2 separate regions of the Mus musculus genome follow, and region 1 is linked to region 2. The links are chromatin contacts, called in public HiChIP or PLAC-seq maps. All regions are on one chromosome and are shown on one strand. The core of a region is the stretch at or near the end of the contact, and the rest is flanking DNA. Distances in the headings are between cores, read along the strand shown. Region 1 has its middle 17 kb from the start of Gm24981. Region 2 overlaps Ebf2 (early B cell factor 2).

What was found. HiChIP or PLAC-seq counts read pairs in DNA pulled down with a chosen protein or histone mark.
Region 1: a contact with region 2 is called in an H3K4me3 HiChIP or PLAC-seq map of embryonic basal ganglia, with 2.5 times the contacts expected there. The contact joins two enhancer-like sites. A contact is called at or near these places in 1 of 484 Hi-C or Micro-C datasets (nephron progenitors) and 4 of 115 datasets of contacts at active chromatin or transcription factors (embryonic basal ganglia, embryonic hindbrain, embryonic stem cells and 1 more).

Annotation. Positions count from the first base shown.
Region 1 is chr14:67,545,992-67,552,780 of GRCm38.p6, reverse strand. No RefSeq gene overlaps it. Among named protein-coding and RNA genes, the nearest start is that of Gm24981, 17 kb to the left of the region's middle. Within about 2 kb of position 2,115, at least 10 of the 459 cell types and tissues checked have an H3K27ac peak or open chromatin away from gene starts, as enhancers often do.
Region 2 is chr14:67,341,299-67,348,197 of GRCm38.p6, reverse strand. All of the region lies in intron 6 of Ebf2 (early B cell factor 2), which reads right to left. All of the region lies in intron 5 of 4930438E09Rik (RIKEN cDNA 4930438E09 gene), which reads left to right. Among named protein-coding and RNA genes, the nearest start is that of Gm6878, 30 kb to the right of the region's middle. Within about 2 kb of position 3,312, at least 74 of the 459 cell types and tissues checked have an H3K27ac peak or open chromatin away from gene starts, as enhancers often do.

The DNA of each region.
Region 1 (6,789 bases), core at 866-3,365, 210 kb before region 2:
ATACAGCTCAGAAAGGCAGACTGAGATGACCGAAACCTGCCTGCTTTGATCAAGAGGGTACACTGTGTCATTGTATCACTCAGATGACACACCTGCCATCACAACAAATACACAACACAGTGTTGAGAGGACCCAGGAACTCTTTAGCTCCCCTGGGGAGAGTTAATTGGAGACAAAGCCTTTCAGGATCCCACTTTAGCCTCTTGACTTTCACACACAAATCCCTTTTCTTACCCAGTATGCTAACGTACAGTAAGAATAGCAGATCCAGGACTCCAGTCTGCAGTCAGTTGGGTGTGATTTGAATTCCAGCTGGGCCGTTTATCACCCATGCCATTGAAGGTGAGTTATTCTCTCTGAGACTTAGTTTCTTTACACGTACAATGGGAATAAACCCTCCCAGGGTTGCTGCTGTGGATAATTAATATGATTTAGGTCATATACACACAAACACATAGCCGTGTACATGCACATGCGCAGAAACCAGCCTCGTGTGTGCTTGTAAATCAGACTGTCTTTCGGTTCATGTGTCTCTGCCATCCAACAATCCAGTGATGCCAACTCTGTTCTGGTGACTCAAAAAACCTGGATAAAAACCAATGTGAGCCACCTCATAGCTCTGTTTTATTGTCATAATGAGATCCTTGATGTCACTATGATGTCTGTCTGTCCTCAAACCCATGCAAGAGGGAAGGAGTGTGATGATGTGGTTGGTGTCTGGGGACCGGAAACTCTGTCCACCATTCTCTCAGCTCCAATGGTTGGTGTAAATTACCCGCTGAGCTGTTTGTAAATCAGTTTTTGCTGTATAAAAACAAAGTCTCCAGGTTCCTAGAAGGAAGGGTTGGGGGCTGCTTGGTAAGGGAGCAAGCTAGCAGATCTGCATTGAGCCCTCAGGCAAGGAACGTGACCTTCACCAACAGAACAGCTCAAAAGGACAAGATTCTGAAGCCCTGTTTGTTAGGATGTTGACTCCTTGGTCCTTTTTGCCTCCAAAGGTGGTGACCTCAGGAGCTGGGCAAGAATTAAAGGAGAGAGGAGATGGTTTCCTGAAGGGAATTGAGCCAGGATTGTCTTCAGATCCAAGGGGGAGAGTTAATTGGAGACAAAGCCTTTCAGGATCCTACTTTAGACTGTTCACTCTCACACACAAATCCTGTTTCCTACCGTACATGCAAATGTACATTAAGAGTAGTAGACCCAGGACTCAAGTCTGCAGTCAGTTAGATGTGGTTTGAATTCTAGCTGGGCCATTTATCAGTCATGCCACTGAAGGCATGTTATTCTCTATGAGACTTGGTTTCTTTACATGTAAAATGGGGATAAAACCCCTGGGCTACTACTGTAGATAATTAATATGATTGGGCCACTGCACTTAGCATAGCGTCTGATATGTAGTAGAGTTTATATCACTTTATATTACCTTATATCCTTTTGTCTCTCTGCTCTCTGTTCTCTTTCTTTTTACTTCACAAATTTAATGCATCAGAACTCAGGAGAAAGAATAGGATCGCAGGCAACCACACACCCACAAGACAGCCTCCTTGAGTAATGAGACAGAGACTCGGGAGACGTGGGGATGCGCACCTCCTGAATGGGACCAGTTGGTTCCGCAGGAGTCCCTGAGGCTTGTCTGCGGTATCACTAAACTCCAAATCAGATGGAAACCTTCATGAACGTGAGAAAGGACTTAAACATAGGAAAAAGACATTCAAAACAAGCAAACTGCTCCTGCCTCTTTGCCGCCTCTATGACAGGAGGCATGGAATAGGGACAGAGTTAGTCACTGGCTAAATAATGCTGACAGCCCAAGGGCTGTTGGTACCCAAGGTTTCCATCATCAAAGGCCACAGGGCAATCATTCACCACAGTCTGAAGGAAGGAAAAGGTTATGAATAACCCAGTTACCCTCTTATGAAGGGGCTCCTTTTCACATTCACACCCCCAAAAGCCAGGACTCTGCTGGGGATCCTTTCTGCATGGCTGGTGCCTCTCTGCTGCCCTGGGCAGGCTAGGGAGCCATTGCAAAGCACTTGACATTGCTCTGTCTCTGTCTTTTCATCCTCTGTCCACCTCCCACCCCCACATCCCCCTAACCCTCCCTCCTTTGTGCAAATCTGTTTTCACCACAGGAGCACATGCTGCCTCCTCAAGCTACAATGCTACTTGCTAATTCAACGATTCATCTTTAATGAGGCCCCCTGCCAATGTTTAAACAGCATTCAGAACAAAGAGGAGGCAATATTTCCCCAACAGCTGCTATGACCGCATCCTCTCCAGAATATCAAGGAAAAAAAAATCCACAGAGATTTCATAATGGGGAAAAAAATCACGTGACGATTGTACGTTGAGATAGTAGATATACATTATACCTATACCTTTCTAGGTGGATATAAATAGAGACAAAGTATTACCCTTTGGGGTACAGGGAGTTTTAAGGCAAAAAAAAAAGTTCTGTTGGCTTCAGACAGTGCCACGTTAGGGAGTTTTGGGGTTTTGGTTGGTTGGTTGATTGGTTTGGTTCTTTTTCAGAGTTGTTTGGGTGGGAAGCATAGGTGCTAGAGGGAAGGGCATGGTCAGGAGTCAGAGAAAGGTCTGCCACTAGCTTCATCGTGTCCTGCCTCTGCTCTTTGTGGTGCCCCCTGCTGAAGAAACGTCAGTGCAATGCATTTATTATTGACACATTAGAAAAGGGCAGCCAACACCTTTGTTGTTGTTGTTTTGGGGTTTTGTTTGTTTGTTTGTTTTTCGAGACAGGGTTTCTCTGTGTAGCCCTGGCTGTCCTGGAACTCACTCTGTAGACCAGGCTGGCCTTGAACTCAGGGCAACCAACTCTTGTTCAAATTCAGACTTATCTGACACCAAAAGGGGTTTGCTGAATCTTTAGGGTCTGGGCTGCGTTTGGGGAGGGCTGCCACCAACCTCTAGCCAGTGAGAGCCCGTTATATCACACATTAGAAATTTCAGCCAATGAGATGCATTCCCACCAGCTGCCCCAACCTTACTCCTCAGAGTCCCACGGCAGGGTAGTTCTACCAGTGAGACCATGAGACTTATGTGTCTTATAGAATAGGGACTTCATAAAAGGACACATGTTTGTCTTTTTATCATTTTTTTTAAATGATTCAAACTAACAAAGAATAGAAAACCCACCCCTCACAGGACGACTAGAAATAAGGAATATGTTTTAGTAAGCTAGTGACCTCTAACCCATATAAAAAGTGGAATCAACTATCAACTAAAAATTACCCAAGTGATGCTCCTTTGAAATGCTGATAAAAGTGTACCCTGGAAAGATTGCAGCAAGAAAAAATAAATAGTTTGAGGCCTGAGCTCAGAGAAAGAATGCAAAGAAACCTCTGAATTATTAAGGAGAGATGGTATGTGTGTGTGTGTGTGTGTGTGTGTGTGTGTGTGTGTGTGTGTGTAAGAAGGGAAGGGATAGAGAAGCCGGGCTCTTGTGTATTCAACAGGCTGCTTAGTCTCCCGTTTGGCATTACCTATTTCCGAGTTGATTTCCTCTATCAGCAGTGAGAACGTTGTTGATGTAAGTGTGAACAGGTCTTTGCTTTCCGTGGTCCTATTTTTGTCAGAAAGCATCTGTAAATGTCTACAAAATAGAGCCAGGAAGCATAGAGATAGTGATTGTGGAATTTGTGTAAAGGGGTCAGATCATTGCCGCATGCTATTTTACACTTTTAATTTTATTCAATTAATATCTTCTACAATTTATTTTCAGTTAGAAATGTTTTCTTATTTTATGATTTTGAATATTTTGCTGTCATGTCCTTTTGTATACCGCATGCACACCTAGTACCAGAGAAGCCCAGAAGAGGGCGCCAGATCCTGTGGGACTGGAGTTACAGCTGGTGGTGAGTTGGTTGCCTTCTGAGTGCTGGGACTCAAACCAAGGTCCTTTAGAGGAGCAACCGTCTTCTTAGTTGCTGAGCCATCTCTTCAGCCTCACAAATTAGCGTTTTTATGTCAGCATGCAGGTTAATGTATTTCATTGTGGCATTTTCAAAGACGCAGGGCTCATGCTTCGTGGTTTCAGCACTAGATGCAGTCCTATTGAACTAGGTGTTCCGGGATAATTCTGCCATGGTGGTTTTTGTTGTCTGTTTGTTTGGTTTTGCTTTTATTAAGTCTCAAATCACTTTTTTTGAATATTTTTAATTATGTACTATGACTTCAACCTTTTTAGAAGTAGAGGCAGAAGCAGGCAGAGCTCTGTGAGTTTGAGACTGGCTTAGTCTATATAGTTCCAGGCCAGCCAGAGCTATAAATTGAGACTCTATATTGAAACAAACAAACAAACAAACAAAAAAACCCAGCAAGTTTTGTGACCATGTTTAATCAGCAGACTACACATTATGGTTGAAACCATTTCATTCACTATCAATGGGTGCTTGTCATTCTCTTATAAATGGCATTATTTCTTCTGGAATGCTGGGGTGGAGTGGAATGCAAGCTAGAGATAGATTAGTTGGGGGGGAGGGGGAGGAATCTGGAAAGAATTAGGCTCTGGAGTGCTCACCTTCTAGAAGAAGCCCCTTGTGAGTCCTGGGACATGATCTGTCTTTCTAATGGATCTGATTGATCTAGTCATACTACCTAAGTTACGCCCCTAACTGACAAGGTGAAGGTGGAGCCAGTGTGGAGAAGGGTCTGCCTAGAGCAGTGGTTCTCAACCTTCCTAATGCTGCAATCCTTTAATTCAGTTTCTCATGCTGTGGTAAGCCCCAACTATAAAATTATTTTCATTCCTACTTCATAACTGTAATTTTGCTGCTGTTATGAATCACAACATAAATGTCTGATATGCACGATATCTGATACGCGACCCCCAAAGGGGGTTTCAACCCACAAGTGAGAACTGCTGGATCAGAGAATCTGGGCTAGGAATGTTGGGCTGGGAAATCTTTCTCAAAGGAGTTATTGCTTACTTGATATGAGGCAGAAAAGGTCATATGTTGGCTGGTTCACGTTCTAGGCAATGAAAAGAAGAAACACATTCCTGGCAGAGGAGATCAAGCATCTGACTGCCGGTGGGTGGCACACTTAGGGAACAGCAAACCATCCATTATGATAGGGGATGAAGAAGTGACATGAGACTCTGGCAGGGGTATGAGGTCTAGAGTTTGAAACCATGGAGAAACTCTGAAGGATCTTAGAGGTGAATGGTGGCCAGTCAAGTCTAAGGAAGCAAATGAGACAGGGTAGTAAGCAGGCAATGAAAAAGGAGCAATATTTAGTATATAACCAGCTATACTGACTGCTTCCTTGACAATCGTGTCTTAGGGTTTTACTTCTGTGAACAGATACCATGACCGAGGCGAGTCTCATAAAGGACAGCATTTAATTGGGGCTGGCTTACAGGTTCAGTGGTTCAGTCCAGTATCATCAAGGTGGGAGCATGGCAACATCCAGGCAGGCATGGTACAGGAGGAGCTGAGAGTTCTACATCTTCACCTGAAGGCTGCTAGGGGAAGACTGACTTCCAGGCAGCTAGGATGAGGGTCTCAAAGTCCACACCCACAGTGACACACTTACTCCAACAAAGCCACACCTCCTAGTAGTGCCACTCCCTGGCCAGAGCATATATACAAACCATCACACATCGAAAAATTAATTTTCTTCTTACAAGCCTTAAAACTAGATATTGTAGCTGAATAAAGAAAGACCTGTCAAGTTGCTAAGGGAATAATATACAGTAGAGAGAACTGGAGCCTGAGACCAGAGCAGGAGCAGAGTATGGAGATGAGGTGCCGTGAGAGACGAGTAAGGTTGTGACTGGAGCCAGGAACAGGTGGGCTCAATAGGATGTGGAGAGGGGAAGGAGCAAGACCAGGGAGGGTGTGAAAAAAAAAGTCTCAGCAACAGGGCCAAGTAAGCAGAGGCATTGTATAGAAAGGGCCAATGGAATCTGAGTAGCAATGGTACACATGGAGTCAGTCCCGTTAGGTAGGTGTCTCAGAAATGGGAGACTGACAGAAATGTAATGAACGGGTCACGTGACCTTTCCAATGTCCTTTTCCACTGATGGTAGGAGCATAGGCTCAATTAGAAGGGTCAAGAATAGTAAAAGGAAGGTAAGAATGGGACTGGGCACATGCGTGCTGTGGTCTTGTTTCCAGGAAGTTTTATGGTGAAGATAGCAAAGCTTGTAAGGAATGTTAGGGATCTGGCTGGTGGGAGAGAAGTGGGGGACCTTAAGTTTGGAGCAGAGGTCCTCTGAAGGCTGGCAGACTTGAGCATGCTAAGTTGAAATTGAAAGAATGGAGGAGAGAAGAGGAGGAAAGGCTCTAACTACTAAGGAGACGAGATGAAAAGCCTTATTAGCCAGGCATGGTGGCTTACAACTGCAACCCCAGCCCTTGCTGAGGCAGAGGCAAGGGGAATCACTGCAAGTAAGAGGCCAGCTTGGTCTGCATAGCATGACACTATCTCAAAAGGGAAAACAACCAGAAGCAAATACTCTGTCATAAAAATCACTTCTTGTAAAGAACACTACAGTGAATGGTGCTCTGAAGTCCGGTGTCCCACAGGAGGGTGGTCAGGACAGCATCACTATCCTAAAGTAGACTCGCCTGGGCCTCAGATGTGTCAGACACCTTTATGGAGGATGAGAGAGCTGGAATAGGGACCTCAGGGTGCCTAAACTGGCTTGGTTTTTAGGTTCTGTTTTTGTTTTATTCTTTGCCTTGTACCTGTGAGATAAGATTTGAAAGAGTAGCTTTTTTTTTTTTTTTTTTTTTTTTTTTTTTTAAGGAGCAATACATTCATTGA
Region 2 (6,899 bases), core at 2,063-4,562:
AAAAACAAGAGAGAGAGAGAAAAAAGACAGGGTTACCATACATGACCATTAAAGGCTCTCTGTCTCTAATTTTATGATCCTGTAAAAACTTTTGCTTCACCAGCAAAGGAAACAGGTAGAACCAAATGCAATTCAGTCACTCTCCGTTGTCCCTTTCCAAGACTGCGTTTTTCAGAAGGGTGGGGTAGGGTGGGGGATGATGGGGGAGGTAGCCAAGCTAGAGAACACCACGAAATCTGGAGCAGACATTAAACGGATCCAAAAACCAAAATATGCCCATATTTGTGTTTGCATCCTCCTCGTGTGTTTATTAAAAATAATTTTGCTATTTTGACACATGCCACTACCGCGGGAGCCTCCTGCCTATAAACAGAGATGTTAAAGCTGTGCCAGCGCATGCGAAGGTTAAAAACAACATCGCAGTGATTCTGGCAACTACATCACATCGTGCACGCGCTGTCTGGCCGCAGCTGATCTGAACTGAGTCCCCCGTAATTACAGGAGAAGGTGGAACAGGTTTGCTGCTAATTGGAAAATTCTGCAAATGGCAGCACTGAAGTAAATTGACAGTCGTTAGAATATTATCAGAATGAGGGTACTGATTAGTGAGAGCTCAGATGCGGTTTTTTTTTTTTTTAACTGCCGGAATCTACTGGCAAATTGATAATAAAAGCTGAACTTAATAATAACAGCTGTTATTTGACCCGGTAATATTTTTTTTAATCTGTTGCTGTTCCCAGACCAATAACACATAAAGAAGGCCTGTATCCACTGTTGCAAAATTATTTTGAATCCCCAAAAGATAGATTCTGACTCAGGAAAGGCAGTCTGCTTAAAGGGACAGTTATCAACATGCATGGATGCAAGGGTGGCCCCCCCTCATTAAACAACAACAATAACAAAAACCTGAGAGCTATTTCATCCTCTGCCTTCCAACAGGTCCTGGTTTGCATGTTGGAGGACCACCACATCCCATTTGGAACTAGATCTGGATCCTATTTTCAGTTTGGGCTAAAAGCTGTGACTGGCGAAAATGTCAACGTTAACTTATTTTTCATTTTAAATTGACAGGGAGGAACGTAGGATGTCGTTAGAATTGTGTCTTTTATCAGCACGGAGATGCTAGTACTCGCTGCTTTCCATCACTGTGGCAGAAAAATACAGATGGGAAGGGACCGGGAAGGGACATATTAATTAGAAGCGCGCCGTGTATCTATAGAGAAGGGACTCTGGCTTCCCTGTGCAGTCTGCTGCGCTATAAGGGAATCCCTGAATGCGCCCACTGGGCTTCTATTCCAGAACCCTCCTATCTACTACAGAGGGAGTCGAAGTTGGGACAATCTCTCTGGCTCTAAAGCAATATGACCGAGGATCTCTGAGAGCATGCACAGCCACCAGCCCCAGAACCCTGTGTCCAGGATTTGTCTTAAAGGAGCTTTTCCTATGCGGAAAGCTCTCCCTGCCATGCGATGTTCTTTGTAGTACTGCCTACAAAGGACAAAATAGTAGAAACTATATTTGTCCCAAAGATGACAGTTACTCAGTGATGTCATAAGAGGGTATCCGATGACACCAAAAGGCAGATGTGCTAAGAAGTAAACAGATTAAAGGGCGAGAATGTAAAATCACCACACTATTTTTTTTTTGTTTTTGTTTTTGAAAGAGAAAGGGAAGACAGGAAGAGTGGTAACTCTGAAGGGTTACCACTCTGATTGGGCGGTGGTTTACTGGGGCCATTTCCTTCTCATTTTGTACTTTTTGTTCATATTTTCTAAACTGTGTGAAATGAGTATGCTACACATAAGTTACTTTTAGAAACAAAAATCTATACAGTGTTTCCATTGCTTTAAGTGAAACATTTAAACTGTGGAGATGTGAGTCCGATCTTCTGAAGACTTCCACTTGAAGTCCTGCTGCCTTGTAGAATGTAGGGGAAAGACCAGATAGCTGAATGCCAATATTAACACACTAGGTGAAAACCAGCCTACGAATTAAAGTTTATATACACACCACACTTAGACACACATAATCTCCATCATATACACAGATACACCCATACACTATCCACTTAGACACAGATAACCCCTTACACACACACACACACACACACACACACACACACACCCACCTTCTTTTAGATTTCTGTTCTTTGAAAACACTCCCCTAGAGAGACTTTTCTTTTGTGGCTTTGGACTTCATACTCTGATAATGTTGCCATTTTCTTTTGCCTTGATTATGGTAACCCAGAACCTCATTTATTCTGATTCAGCCCAAGAGGAAATCACTGTAGCTTTTCAATTTTGCCATCTATCAGCAGGGTCTGGAACTACGACCCACAGCCTGGCAAAATACGTTCCACCCCCACAGTCCAAGTCAAGTTCAATGCTCACTCCATGCAGTCACAGTGCACAGGGCCCAGCCAGTGCTGCACATTTAACTGAAGCAACAAAATGTTAGTGGCCAGAGCTTGTGCGACACTCCCTATACTTGAATGTCTGCCAAGAAGTTGATCTAAGCTGCAACATTTTAGAACTGGCCTTGGAGCAAACATGCATTTGCTAGAGCAATGACGGATGCTTTGCACGTCCCATCAGGTCTGGAGATATATATATATATATATATATATATATATATATATATATATATATATCCATCCTATGGTTCCATTGCCAAAATTCCATAGTTAAGTCCCTGAAGCAGAGCATGGCCAGAATTTGTCCGACCAGGTTTCACTCTGGGGCTGTAAACTGCCACACTTGCTGCTTAGTGGGAGGACAAAGCCCACCCCACTGGCCTCTGCCACAGGACCAAGTGACTTTCAAGCTGTTTCTTGCCAGGAGTGTGGGTGGGCAGCAGGCAGGATCCCAGCGCAACAAACTAGATGCAATTGACTGTAACCCAGAATTTTTTTTTAATGGCTGTTTTGGATGGTGGTACTCAGCAACCCCCAACCCCCATCCTTCATTTCTCCTAACAGTTATACATCAGGAAAACAAAGCAAGGAGCAGAGGGAGGTGGGGTGTCGCTGAAGCTAGTTTGTGCCAAATACAGTTAAGGGTGGAGAGGGAGGTGGGATTGGAAAGGGGGGAAAAATCAAGTCACTTTCAATCATGTGTCACACCTTTAAATAGTGGTTAAATCTCTGCGTTGTGCAGCTCATCCTTTTACAACACGGGGCTCCCTTAGAGAATTTCCCTGTTTACACTGGGAATTCCTCCAGGGCCGCATCAATAAAGCTGAACAGATGTCAGGGTGGAATGCCAGCGGCGATGGCTGTTGTCAGGGGTACTGGGGAGGCAGTCACAGAACAATGAGAGACCGCGTCTGCTACACAAAGCCCTCGCGCGTGGGTCAGGTTCTGCCACTGTGTAGAGATTCCACCCTACCCTTTGTCTGGGCACATTGCCTTTCTTGTTTCTCGATGACAAGGGTTGACACATGTCACCCGGCCCTATCAGGAGTGTTATTTGTTTGCCACTTGCGTATGCGCCACTGTTTCTGACCTCCCTGCTTCCCCCACTGGATGCACAAAGCGGAGCTGAGATTCTCTAGCCCAGCCCCAATCTACAATTTCATTATGCACTTTGAGTGGGAAGTGGGATGTAGATGTCCTTCTTTTTAATTAAAAACATGATTGATGAGACTTAACTGACAGTAGGAAATGCAATTTAAATATTCCTTAAAGAGGCACTAACCCTGTTTGCGTGGCGAACCTTGGCGTCCCCTCCCAAAGTTGCAACCAGCGGGGAGAAAGGAGATTAAAACAAAAAGCCTTGTTCAAGTCCCGTTTGGAGGCTGCGGAAGACTGGTAATGTTAGACGGCCACTGCAGCCCTGTAACCAGAAACTTCTCGCCGTTAGGAGCAGTGTGAGGTGTTACACAGAATGGGATTGCTGGGGGGGGGGGGGGGGTAGAGGGGGCGGTGAGCCGCGTCTCTCGTGAAAACTGGAGAATATGCTATGAAACTGCGACCGGGCCACACCAGCACATTCACTACATTTTTTTAAAATGCCAATCTGTTTCTACAAGACCTCAGACCCAAACTTTCCATTTCCCCAGATCTGCAAAAAAAAAAAAAAGTGGTTTCCTGCCCTTTCAGGGTCGTGTGGCTGAGTTTTTCTGGCCTTGGGTTCTTCAAACTGTCATTTTAAAATAAGCTTTAAAAGAACGTCCTTAGCCCTTGAACAGGACACGGCCTGTACTTATACGGAAGGAAGAGAACATTTACCACTTTTTTTTCCCTAAAAGACCCACTCAGATTCACTAATCTGACAGCTAAGTTATTAGAGAAAATTCTTCAAACAACAGGACACAGTAACCTAAAAGTCTAGAGGAACCCCAAATCACATAGGCAGGGCCTGGGATAAGCGTGCTGAATAACGGGGTCTTCCTGCATCTAGAAATAATGAGTGAGGCTGAACGTTCCAAAATCCACAGCAGTATCAGTTTAAGGTTTATCTTTAAAGTGGGTCCTTCTCTTTCTCAGCCTCCAGCGATTCTCCTGGGGTGTGTTTTGTTGCTGTTCTTTGGAGAAACATTTCATATTGCTTACCATGAATGTATTTATTTTCTGAGACATGTCGGCCTAGAATTTTAAAAGCGTGAGAACTGTATGTCTAAGGAGAGCCTGATCTATCTCCGAAGCTTTGGTGCAGCACACACTTCCTATGTGTTTTGTACCTTAAGATTTTATCCTAACATTTCAAAAACCCTTTACGAGGAGCAGTAGATGCCATGAAACACCCATCCCTGCCCACTTAATGCCTAATTAAGGGCTAACAACAAGAAAAAGGTTTTCCTGAAATTTTTGCATTAGAGGAAAAGGGCTACAATTTTGGGGGGTAAGTATTTAACTAGCAAAGGTTAATTAGAATTGTAGCAACGGAATGTAAAAATAACAGATTCTGGTCAATCGATTAATGAGATGTCAGAAGGTATGAGAATTCACCTTTGGGAGAAATGTATAAAAAAATTTTTTGCAAAGCTTTAAAACCTTGCCTTTTATTTAGGTATTAACACAGGCAAAGGCTGTAGATGTTTCTCTGTCGATAATAATGCATAGAAAACTAATGTCCCCAAGTCAGCCGCAAGCAATACCAAAGTGTTACCTGACGTTTCTACCACCTGAAAACTCTTCATTCAGTCCCCCAAAGGTGAACCAAGTTTCCACAAGAAGCCAAGCCTTTAGTAGCTCTGCATCCTCCTGTGTCCACTGCATCACACACTCAGATTAACTTAAAGGACAACTCATTGCAAAAAATCTGGAATTTAAGCAATTGAAACGGAATGTTTTAAAAAGCCCATTCTGGAAGTATTACAGGTCGAGTCATCTATCCTGTATGAATTATGGGATGGATTGGAGTGACAGGTCCAGAGAAAGCACCTCAGACATTTTTCCTTCCTCAATTGCCTCCAATGGCAAGCAGTCAGATCTTCCTATTGGTGGCATCGATGCTCTTTGTGACAATAAACCACAGTACATTGTGTTTATATATGTCCTTCAGGCATGTCACAACAGTTTGGCATTCTGAGTGCCTCTACCACTGTGTACATTAAATAGTCACGTAGTTACATTAAACAGTAGGGAGTTCACACTTCATAAGTACTCCATGTTTTAAAACAGATGTGGGCTGTCTGTTGTCAGACGCCAGCAGAAGAGCTTGGACGAATCTTGGTGGGAATGCAGACTCTCAGCGACCGGGGGATCCCCAATTTTACCATACAGCTTCCCCTGTACCCTGATACTAGAGGATGGGTTGGAGGGGAGAGGAAAGGAAGAGAGAAAATGGAGCTGAGGTGGTAGGAAGCCACAACTTTTATGTCTTATAGTGGGGAGATCTGAGAAAAGGGATTCAGAATTCGGAATAGTTTGTGGCAAGGAATATTTTGAGCGGGGTGGGCTTGCCGGGGTATCGTGGGATTTACTGACAGGAGAATTTTTGACAGTTGATGGACAGATGAATTCCGTCATGGAAGCGTTAGTCGAAAGCGGCAAGGCCAGATGGAAACTCACAGCTTGTCTTTAATATTAATTTTCCTTTTTTTTTTCAAGAGATCAGAATTCCCTAATTCCCTAAAATGTTTCAATGCATCTTGAGGTATTAGCTCCCACCGCTTTCCCCTCCCACTCTTAGCCAGGGTGTTCCTTTGTGCTTGTGTTGGTTTTTTTTTTTTTTTTTCCTCCTTTACTTTGAAAAAAATAAAAAGCCTAGTTTTCTCTTCTCCTTCCTTGTGGGTTTTTTTTTTTTTTTTTTTTTTTTGGCTCTACTTATACAGTTGTTAAAATTCATCCTTCATTGACAGCAAATACAGATGATACGTACCCAATCTCATAAGTACTAAATTGAAATATGAGAAACACTCCATCTTTAACAGTTGGTGACTTGGAGCTGTGGCTGGTCATTGGTGGGGACGATGATAAGATCTGATTTGTGGCTGAGGGGAAGCCATCCAAGCCTGTTCTTGCAGAAGGATGGGAAGAACCATCGTCCCAACCATAAGACAAAGTCATCTGCTCTCCTCAGTGAGGGGTCAGTGAGGACCTGACCATAGCAGGCTAAGACCCAAAGACCAAGGTTCTAATCTCGGCTCTGCCATGTTAGTCACAGGGTGGCAGACACATCGCTAGAGATTTCTGAGCCTTCGTGTCCTTACTTGTAAATTATGACCGGTCCTGGGAAGATAGGGAGTCTTAAAGGATTGCCACAGCTCCTTTCATCATGCTGTGGAACCTTGCACATGATCAGCTGTCTCCAAGACACTGGAGACTGTCCCTTTTCATCTGCTCACTGCTGAGTCTCTCAGAAGCCCTCACCCCTGCCCTGCCCCTGCAAGGACTCCCAGTGAGGGACATGGTGTTTGTACCTTTCAGTCTCATCTTTCCCTTCTGCTCCACAAGA